Linked DNA regions of Sus scrofa: all the other regions are linked to region 4. A link is a contact called in public Hi-C data. All regions are on one chromosome and are shown on one strand. The core of a region is the stretch at or near the end of the contact, and the rest is flanking DNA. Distances in the headings are between cores, read along the strand shown. Region 1 has its middle 430 kb from the start of MYC. Region 2 overlaps LOC106509954 (a long non-coding RNA gene). Region 3 has its middle 390 kb from the start of FAM84B. Region 4 has its middle 110 kb from the start of MYC.

Region 1 (2,700 bases), core at 122-2,621, 320 kb after region 4:
ATGCCAGGTCACCCAGTGCACTTACTATTTATTCTACAAATATGTACTAAGCAACTCAATATGAGATGCATTGGGTTAGGTGCTGGAGAATCAGAAATAGAAAATGATCCCTGTCTTCTAGAAATACACAGATTCATAAGGAGATGGGCAGTTAAGCTATTTCAGTGTAGTAGTGAGATGTGTGAATTAAGAAAGCTGCTTTTTCTTGGAAGACTCCATCTTGGGGCGTTGGAAAGGGCTTCTCAGAAGAGCTATGAGGACTACCTGATGGAAGGTGGGAAGGAATCTTCTCGGCAGAGACAGAGGAGATGACAACATCAGGTGGAGAAGCCTTAGTTCACAAAGGTACAGCGTTCAGTTTGGTATCCCCTGGGAATGGTGACAAATATAAGATGATTTTGTGGTGACATCAGGGAAGGGAGAAGATGAAGAGGAGAGTGGAGATGATTCTGGGGGAGCAGGTTGAAACTGGATTGAGAAGGGTCTTTTATGCCAGGTTAATGGGCTTGGATTCCATTCTACACCCACAGGTGGAGATTCCGATTAATGTGGGGTGTGTGCATGCATGCGACATAGTCAGGTGTGATATTTAGGAAGACAGTGGTGTCTAGGGAAGGATGGAGAATGTAAATGAGAGAAGCATGACGGAATACAGCTTCTGGGGAACTGTGAACATTCTGGCAGCTACACTGCTGATGAGTAAAGGGGAGACAAGCTTTGGAAAAGTATGCCGGGACTGATCAGTGGAAGGCTGTATAAGGAGTTTGTATCAATAGATACAGCTAGTGGATGCTCCTCATAGCTTTTTTCCTGTGATTTACATGACAGTGATTAATGGAGAACCTACACGGAGCTTTGCCTGGCACTGCGTAGTGTGAAATGAAGTAGCTGAAGCTGAGACTTTTCTAGAAGAGGCCACTTTCCCACCTCTTGTACACGCTTATGGCTAAAGTCCTTTCGTGCCTCAAGGAGTGTGCAGTTGGTTTTCTCAGCGTCTGTGGCCTTGACAATCTTCTGGCTTCTCAGAGCCTCCTTAAGCCACTCAGAGCAGGAAAGCTGATCTTGTGTCTGGCTCCACCACCACTGGAGAGAAGTTCAAATCTATTTTCCACTAACAGGTTCCACAGAGCTGCGCTCCTGAATGTAACAAGGACACGAGGGCCGGTATGAAACCCAGAGCTCTGGAGGGAAGAGTGCATATATGCATAACTGAAGAAACAGAATTTTTCTATCTTCTTCCCACTGGCAACATATCTGAAAGCCTTGACTCAGCATTCATTGGTTTCAATGCTCACGCCTGTCCATCCCTCTCGGCGGGGGTTGATTTCATCGCTGGCTTGCTTTCACAATGTGACTGTGGGATCTTGGTGCCTAATTCCTTCTAAGTTCCATTTCAGGGTGGAAGAGCAAGAACAAGCTCTAACCAGTAGACGGCCCAGTGACTCAGGAGCTTAAGCATTTAACCAATTAGTAAAGAAAAATGTGGCAAAGATTTGCAGTTAATAAGAATGAAAGAAGAATCACTGGGGCCTAAATTATGCAAGCTTTTATTTCCTCTTGGGACCATATTAGAACTTTGGGAGAAGAAAGGCTACCTTTACCTTTGAGGAATTTTCAGAGCTTTGTTTTTTTTCTTTCTATTGGTGACTCATAGAGGGAAGGATTTCAACACCTCAGAAAAATGCCTCATCACTTCCTCTTGTGAAATCTGGGTGCTTTTGAATGAATCCATGTAAGGAATGTGGATTTCCATGTGTGATGCTGAGGGCCCTTTCTCATTTTAGAACAAACCTGGTACCCAGCGGAGATGCTGGTTAGAAGTCACAGAGCACTTGCGTTCTGGGGAAGGATTTAATCATCCTTGGAAATCAGGAAAATGCAATAATTTAAAGCACAGTCTTTTGTCAGGTGGGTTCAAATCCCAGCTCGACCTCTTTCTAGTTATAGGATTATCCCCTCTGAGCTCAGTGTTCTCATCTCTAAAATGGGACCACTTAGGTCTACTTCTCAGGAGTTTCTAAGGATGAAATAACAACATATGAAAAATATTTATTTTAGTGTCGGGTACACAGTAATCATTCAATGTCGTGGCTATTACTATTAACCAAAATAAAAGTAGAAAATGCACACATATTGTTTTGTTAATATTTATAGCAGAATCTTCTCTAAATAAAGGGAAATTTGATTTCTACCTGTATTAGGTGACAATGGTAGGTTAAAAAAGTTATCTTATGAATGTTTTCTAATTTTATAGAGGGTTGCTATTTTAATACTTTATTTTTACACCTGTGTTATTTAGTTTTTATTCTTCTAACCTTATTTCAGAAAAAATTTTAAAGTAGCTTATAAATCTATAAACAAAACAAGATAAACTAAATTATTTTTTTTTCACCTACAATCTTTTTTTCACCCATAATCTTAGCAATATTTTTTTTCTTCTTGGCCACTCCCACAGCATGTGGAAGTTCCTAGGCCAGGGATCAAACCCACATCGCAGCAGTGACCTGAGCCACTGTAGTGACAATACCAGATCCTTAACCTACTGTACCACAAGGGAACTCCCTTAGCAACATTTTTAAAAGCTGTATTATTCCCAGATTGACATATAGGAGTTACTCAGTATTTACTGAGTTTAATTTAAATGAGAGGGAGAGAGGAAAGAAAATTCAATGAATGTTTCTCTTTGAGGCCATTTTTCTT
Region 2 (2,700 bases), core at 177-2,676, 260 kb after region 4:
TATGTGGGAACAGACAAATGCAAGAGGTGAAATTCATGACATAGAAAACAGTACAGTAGAAAAGAGAGAGAAGCAGATCCTGGTTCTAGGAAAAGACCAAGGCAGGAAATTAATCATGGTGAACTTGATGAAGGGGAAAAAAAGGGTTCACTTCATTTGCTCTGGGGCACAGAGTGGAAAATCTATAATTAAAGTCTTGCCTGTTTGCATCCAGAGCCCTGTCTAAATACAATATTCACAATGAAAAGGATCAAGACAAGTAGGATGTTAATAAACTGACTTGAAGATGGTGATCAAGGTTGTTCAACATTTCCAAGGTACACGGGCTATAAGAAGTTCAGATGACCTACATCCTTCTTCTTTTCCCTCGCAGGGTCACAGAGAAAGCCATGCTTGATTAACACTGAGGATTCGCGTGTGACCTATGGCTGGTGTCCAATGACTTCTCCCATTTTCAGAACACTTCTGTAATGTTTCCGTCAGTGGTGAATATATGACATCCAAGGAAAGGTGAGGCCCTGACACTAAGAGGAATACAATGACCAGTCCAAGAGGACAACCCAGAACTGGACTTCTGGGGCCTGACTGAACTGGATTGAGGTATCGGACACGCTTTTACAGAGGCTATTTAGGAGGTAGATTTTATGAGCCTCATTTTGCCAATGATAACACTAGGGCACAGAGAGGTTCAGCAACCCGCCCAAGGCCACACAGCCAGGAAGGAGCAGGATCTGACCCCAGGCTGCCTGACTCCGGAGCCCATGCTTGCAAACATTCGTAATCCCTGCTGAATGATTTCAGCTCTCCTGCTGTCTTCCCCCACCTCACTGTCTCGCGATGGACGTTCACATTTCCCGGCTGGCCCAGAAGCTGCGATAGGGTGTTATGAGCTGTTAGCTTAAGAGGGGTGAAGCCCTGTGAAAAGAAAACACACTTGCTCCCCTTCCTCAGCTGCGCTGGTCTTTCCTCCAGCTGATCTTTCTCCTGTTATATAAATGGAATGTTATACAAATGTTTCCACCATGAGTTTCCTTTCAAAAGATGAATAAAAGAATGAGGCGTTTTGTTTTCCTTTGTTCCCTGGTAGCACCTATGTTAAGAATTTGTGCTTAAAACATGACTCACTAATTCTTGGAGCAAAGCACAAGGAAGTGAAGGGATCTGATGTTTCTCTGAGATGTAGGCTTGAGCTTGTGTGGGAAAGAAGCAACTGGAACGGCTTAGGCACAGTTTCATTCAAGAATACAATGCTCCTGCTCTTACCTCTTCCCCAACAGCTCCTAACATGACTGTTGTGTTCACGTAGCCCCGTTCGCTTTCTTGTATCATTGTCAAATATTTCAGGCAAGTGATATCTAGTTCCCTTGCGTGTGGGCGTGTGCCGAACTGTTTGAGTTTATAATTATTAACTGAATCATTGGTTTGTTGTTTGATAGGCAGTTTGGTTTGGGAACAGTTATTTACAGAACAAAAGCAGGAGGGAGGTGGTTTAAATATGGTGCATGGTAAATAAGCTTGAGAAGTACCTAATTTTTGTGGACTTAAGTATAATAAGCTTTCAACTAAGCCTGAAGCATTTTAATTCCCTGAGCCTATGCATGCTATGGGCAGGCTTTATCCCGTTGGAGGAGTGAGATCTGAATCTTAGCACACAGAAAGACATTCTCAGAACCTGCTTTCTAGAAAGTGAGCCATGTGGGCCACTTCCACTTCCTCACCCCCTCCAGCCCCAGTCATTTGATTGCCTGGAATGTTGGTTTTATAATTCGCTGGCTCCAGGGAGCTGCCTGAATGTCCGTGAGTCAGCTTGCTGGCTACTGGGGGAGCCAAAGCAGGCTGCCTGGGTGCACAGAATGTTTTCTTTGGAAGGAACCCTCTTCCTTGAATTCCTTTTCTTTGCAGGAGACAATGAGGAGTGGGAAGTCACTTTGGGTGTGACTGTTTATCTCTCTTCTTTCCTATTCATTGCTCAATACCTTCAAAAACATCGGTCCTCGGGCAAAGACGCATTTGGGGAATCAGCTAGAAGGACATCCCAGAGGCCATCCTTTCTGTTCCTTGACAAAATCTCTCCCAATAGCCTCTGCTTCTCTATCCATAGATCCCCAAGTGTGTCAGGGAACATCTACTGTTTCCTCCCGACAATTGTGGCACAGACTGAAAATCAGGGTTGTCATCAAGTTTTCCCTTGTTATCAAAATTATATCACTCTTAGATACTTTAGCATCCCTCCCGCTGAACCAGGCTCAACAGTCACCTGGATTATCATGATTGCTGTGCTGCTACAACCACCATTACGGAACCCTCCCACCTCCACCATCACTGGCACTACCCCTGGCATCACCACAACTATCCACACCATCAGGACCATCACCCTCCAGAACTCAACCACCAAAAACTACCATTCTAGCTGCACCAGTGCCACATTCACCATGACCACGAATAATGGTGCCATCACCACTACCTTCATTTAATTCAGTAGTTATTTACTGAGCAGTTATACACTGATGGTAGCCTGACACTCTAGTAGGCCCCAGAGATATTAAAAATAATATGCCATGATTCCTGCCCTGGAGGACAACGGTCTGTTAGCGGAACTTAGAGAATTGTACGAATGGCAGTTATGCAAACTACAAGGAAATATATGCTGTAGGAGAGATATAAATAAGATGCTGGGTTTAGTTCAAAAGTTTAGTAATT
Region 3 (2,700 bases), core at 158-2,657, 490 kb after region 4:
AAGCGTAAAACTCTTTCAAGACTCTTTGCTTTGCATGTGGTCATCCTTCTGCTTGAGGCACTGTCCTTCCCTATCTCTCCTTGGGTCCAGCAGGTGCAGTCCCCTGTCTTGCAGCTCTAGAACTGTTATCACTTCTTAGAAGAACTGTCAGATTCCACCCCTGGAGGAGCCTGCCCTCTGGCTTCTCCCAATGTCCTGCATGTATCTGTATCATGTCCAAGTCAAGTTGTTTTCACTACTAGACTAAAAATCTCTTAAGGACACGTTTATGCCTTAGTGATCTCTGCCATTTCCGACAAGACCATAAGGGCTGACATATAACAATCAGGAAATATTTATTGTGTTTGAATAAGCAAATAAATGCATACAGGCAGGAAAAAATATCTTAAAATGTGGACCACCCATTCTTTGGTTTGATTGGACAGTACACAATGGCTAAATTATCCTTTCATGATCATCACATTGTCAAGATTGAAAAATAAATATTAAGAAAAGAACTTATTGTACCTGGATAATACTGCAAAGACCTTAAGCTTTTGAGTCTACTGTCTTCTTTCTCATTGAGAATTCTGTGCAAAGATGAAGGTAAGCTTAGGAACCTCCAATGTTTACTCTTTGTAACAAATGCATAAGCCCCTTCTCCTTTTTGGACACTAGGGGTGGTACACACTTTTTTTTTTTTTTTTCCTCCAAAAAAATATACAGCTGAAAGCAAATCCATTCCTGGTGGGCTGTGGATGCCCATAACGCGAAGGTCAATGGCAATTTCTCATCTCACTGTCCCTTGCTGGGACAGAGCCAAACAGAACTAGAGCCTGGCCGTGTTCCTTTCCCACTCCAGCAAGAGGACAGCTAAATCGTGGATCTATGTTCACATAGAGATCACTTGTGAGCTCATCCCCGCCATTCACCAGGAATTTGATTTCACTTTTCTGAGCTTCAGTTTCTCACCATGACCTGAGGATTGTGACCTCATAATGCTCAGCTTAAAAAACAGGAACTGTTGTGAAACCTGAGGTACACTAGCAAAATCATCAAGCCTGTTTTCTAACATATAGTCGATGCTCCCAGATGTCAACCTCTTCCCTTCTCTCACTGGGCCCTCCTCAGAAGAGAACATTCTGGCCAGTTGCGATAAAGAAGCCATTTCTAGCTTTCTTTTTCTGCTTAGTCAGGCTAGGGTAGGGCTCTGGTATCTTGTGCGTATCTCTCTGGCTTGCATACCCAGGCACACCCTCCACGGGGCTTTGCTTCCTTAACCTCAAGTTATGTAATGAGTAGGTGTACAGCCCTGGATTCATTTCCACAGGGACCTGTTTCAAAATCCCTGCTGATTGTTCTAGGCTCTGCGTGGGAAAGAGAGAGGCCCACACATGTTTCCCACTTGAGGCATTACGCCTGAATTAGGTCATGCGATCATTGCATTTTTCACCATTTCACAAGCTGCTACTATGGCAGCAGGTTAGGGCCACAGCAGAATAAGGCAAGAGTAGAGAGTTGCTTAACTTTTCCCTGTATTTACACATACATGTTTGCAGGGAAGAGGTGACTCATCCTTCTTGCTGGAATACAACCAGTAGGCCAGCTCCTAATGACTTTTCTTTTAAAGGCTACTTTCCCTTGCCTTCTGATAAATCCTCTATTTAATCTCTGGAAGGACAGGACATGTTAGGAAGAGTATTAACCTGTTTTGACCCCTAGGGTACCATTGGGTAACACTTAGGGAGTACACAGGTGGTATCCAAGGAACCCTCCCCAAAAGTGTGGGAAGTGAAATAAACAATAGTTGATGACTCAAAGATTGGTGTAACCCATGGAAGTTACTACCTACCATGTACCAGGTGCTTTGTCTACATTTTCTCTAATCCTCGTGTCAACCGAGCTCATCTTGTAACTGATGCTGAGGCATGTTCAGTAACTTCTCCAAAGTACCAGTGTTAATAAGCAGCAGAGCTGGGACTCAGATCCGGACATGTCCACTGTCAAAGCCCATGCACCTTACATTGTGTCACAGCACCTCCCTGAAGTTGAAATTGGAGGCTTTACTTCTTTACCACCCAAGTTTCTAGAGCTGCCACTAGATAAAAACATACCCCTCCTCTCTCTGTCACCCTAATATTCTGGTGTTTAGTGAAGTCACATTTGTACAAAAGGCAGCCGAAAGAATATCAACTTTAAAACATTCCTTGGTGAGATTCTATTTCCTTGGTTACTATTCCTGAGGTTTGGCTGTTTCTCCCTTTTGTTGATTCTGGAGACTACCCATAGATGAAATTCCAGTAGAATATTTTACTTTCATATTTATTTGATTCACTAGATACAGATTTTTGTGTTGACAGGTTTTTTTCTTTTTTATCAGCATTTTAAAGATCATGTTTTTGTCTTTTGACCTCCATAGTGTCTGATGAGAAGTCAGCTGTCACTTAAATGCTGTCTTAAAAGCAATGCATTCTTTTTCTCTGGCTGATCTATAGATTTATCTTTATCTTTGGTTTTCAGTTGTTTATTTATAATGTGCCTATGTGTTTTCTTTGTATTTGTCCTGTTTTGAGATTTACTGTGCTTCATAAATCAATAAATTTAAGTGTTTTATGAAATTGAGGAATTTTTAGCAGTTTTTTAAAAATAAAATTTCTATGCTATTCTTGATTATACCCTTTGGTCTGACTCCAATTCAATATATGTTAGATCTTTTGATAT
Region 4 (2,700 bases), core at 2-2,501:
TTTCTGTTTTGTAAATAAGTTCATTTGTATTATTTTTTTAACTTTTTTTTTCTTTTTAGGGCCGCACCCACAGCATATGGAGGTTCCCAGGCTAGGGGTCGAATTGGAGCTGCAGCTGCCAGCCTAATACGCCACAGCCACAGCAATGTCAGATCTGAGCCAAATCTATGACCTATACCACAGCTCACAGAAACATGGGATACTTAACCCGTCACAAATCGAACTTGGGTCCTCATGGATATTAGTCAGGTATGTTTCTGCTGAGCCACAATGGGAACTCATGTATTATTATTTTAGATTGCACACGTAAATGAGATCACATGATATTTGTCTTTCTTTGTGTGACTTACTTCACTTAGCAGGACAATCTCTAGGTCCATCCATGTTGCTGTAAATGGCAATATTTCATTCTTTTTTATGACTGGGAAATATTCCGTTGTATTACCTGGAATATAATATTTCATTATATTACCTGGAAATATCTATTTCCCTGGTGTGTGTGTGTGTGTGTGTGTGTGTGTGTGTGTGTGTACACATTTAGGTTGCTTCTATATCTTGACTGCTATAAATAGTGCTACAATGAACACTGGGGTGCATGTATCATTTCTAGTCAGAGTTTCCATCTTTTCTGGATATATGCCCAGGCATGGGATTGTTGAATCATATGGTAACTATTTTTTGGTGTTTTTTTTTTTTTTTTTTTTTTTGTCTTTTTAGGGCCATACCTGTGGCACATGGAAATTCCCAGGCTAGGGGTCAAATCGGAGCTGCAGTCGCTGGCCTACACCACAGCCACAGCAATGCAGGATCTGAGCCATGTCTGCCACCCCCACTGCAGCTTACGGCAATGCTGGATCCTTAACCCACTGGGTGAGGCCAGAGATCAAACTTATTTCCTCATGGATACTAGTCAGGTTTGCTACTGTTGAGACAAAACAGGAACTCCCTACTTTTAGTTTTTAAAAAGAAACTCCAGACTGGTTTCCACAGTAGTTAAACCAATTTACATTCCCACCAACAGTGTAGGCGAGTTCCCTTTGCTCCACATCTTCTCCTGCATGTATTATTTATAGACTTTTCAATGATGGTCATTCTGACTGATTTTTGGAACATCCCAAACCCATCCTGGTTTTCCTCCTTGGTGATTAATTGCTTCTTCTCTTTCTCCTCCTTCTTCTCTTCTTCCTCCCAGCCTCTCAATCTTAGTGTTCCCCAGGGTTTGGCCACTTCTTACACTGTTGAACTCACCCAGACTCTAGCCCAGACCTTAGTGATGTCATACTCTGCCAAGCTGTCAGAACCACCCCTACGGGAAGGACTTTCTAAGGCAGGTCTCCAGCCAGCCCCTAGGTCTCATCCTGACACCTCCACTTGGATGTCTCACAAGGCTTTCAACCTTAACATGCCCCAAACTAGTCTTTTAATCTTCTCTCTACCTGCATTTATCTAGACTTTAAAGTCTCAGGAATAGCTTAGGCTAGAAGACAGTTTCATTTTTCCCCTTTCTATAACTTTCCCCACCAACCATCAGCACGGTCTACTGGGTCCACTAATTAAACTTTTCCCACTCGCTCACTTGATTCCATCTCTACTACCCTCAACCTGGGACCAACCACATCAGTGCTTGCCTGGACTTTTTGTTGTTCTTGTTGTTGCTTTTTAGGGCCACACTAGTGGAATATGGAAGTTCCCAGGCTAGGGGTTGAATCGGAGCTACAACTGCCGGCCTACACCACAGCCACAGCAATGAAGGGTCCGAGCTGCGTCTGCGAACTACACCGCAGCTCACGGCAATGCTGGATTGCTGACCCACTGAGCAAGGCCAGGGATCAAACCCACATCCTCATGGACACTAGTCAGATTTGTTTCTGCTGCACCACGACGGGAACTCCTGCCTGGGCTTCTTCCTATGACAACCTTTTAGAGGTTACTCCTATCTCTCTCTCCCTGGCCATTCCCTAAACAGCAGCAAGATGAAATTTGAATTGTGTCTCTTCTCTGCTTAAAATGCTTCCAAGTCTTCCCCTTGTGCCTAGAATAAAATCCCAGATCTGGACTGAAGCTCATACTCTCCCACTTGCTCAACCCCTCCCCCACCCCGCAAGGCCATCTTGGGCCATGGTCTATGTGCTCAGGCCACATTGGCCTTCTCTTTGCTCCTCCAACACGCTGGTCTCTATCCCACCTCACAGCCTTCACCGGGGCTGTTCCCTCTCCCGAGAATGAGAATTCTCTTCCCTGAGCAACCTCCTTCTCATCTTTTGGGTTTTAGCTGAAAATGCTTTCAGAAGAGGCCTTATCTGGTTGTCTGATTCTTCTACTCACTAACTATGTGACTTTGGAGAAGTGGTTTCCCCACACCAGACTTATCTCCTTTTTCATTTATAAGGTGATAATAATAATATTTATTTGGCAAATCTGTGAAGATTATAGGAATGAATCAATGATTCATTCAATTTGTGCATTCAATGTATACAATAAATAACACACTTATTGAAAGCTTCCTAGGCACTGTACCTGGGGTGGAAGATAAAAGATGAGAGTACATTTGTGCCTGGCACACAGCAGGTGCTCAAAGAATATTTACTTCCTTTAAACCCTAACTCCCTAACACTCAAGCCAGTCTTTTCAAACCCTTTCTACCTCCTTCTAAAGAGTTTTATGTTTACAGTTGTCCTAACACCTCCAATCGGAGCAATA

The links. A called contact is a pair of places that touch in the nucleus more often than the background predicts.
Region 1: a contact with region 4 is called in a Hi-C map of embryonic fibroblasts, with 1.8 times the contacts expected there. A contact is called at or near these places in 2 of 47 Hi-C or Micro-C datasets (embryonic fibroblasts and fibroblasts).
Region 2: a contact with region 4 is called in a Hi-C map of embryonic fibroblasts, with 2.2 times the contacts expected there. A contact is called at or near these places in 2 of 47 Hi-C or Micro-C datasets (embryonic fibroblasts and fibroblasts).
Region 3: a contact with region 4 is called in a Hi-C map of embryonic fibroblasts, with 1.8 times the contacts expected there. A contact is called at or near these places in 2 of 47 Hi-C or Micro-C datasets (embryonic fibroblasts and mesenchymal stem cells).

What each region holds. Positions count from the first base shown.
Region 1 is chr4:12,886,415-12,889,114 of Sscrofa11.1, forward strand. No RefSeq gene overlaps it. Among named protein-coding and RNA genes, the nearest start is that of MYC, 430 kb to the left of the region's middle.
Region 2 is chr4:12,825,000-12,827,699 of Sscrofa11.1, forward strand. LOC106509954 (a long non-coding RNA gene) reads left to right here. Exons shown (of 5, transcript XR_001308004.2): 5 at 374-2,700. Among named protein-coding and RNA genes, the nearest start is that of MYC, 370 kb to the left of the region's middle.
Region 3 is chr4:13,053,119-13,055,818 of Sscrofa11.1, forward strand. No RefSeq gene overlaps it. Among named protein-coding and RNA genes, the nearest start is that of FAM84B, 390 kb to the right of the region's middle.
Region 4 is chr4:12,565,195-12,567,894 of Sscrofa11.1, forward strand. No RefSeq gene overlaps it. Among named protein-coding and RNA genes, the nearest start is that of MYC, 110 kb to the left of the region's middle.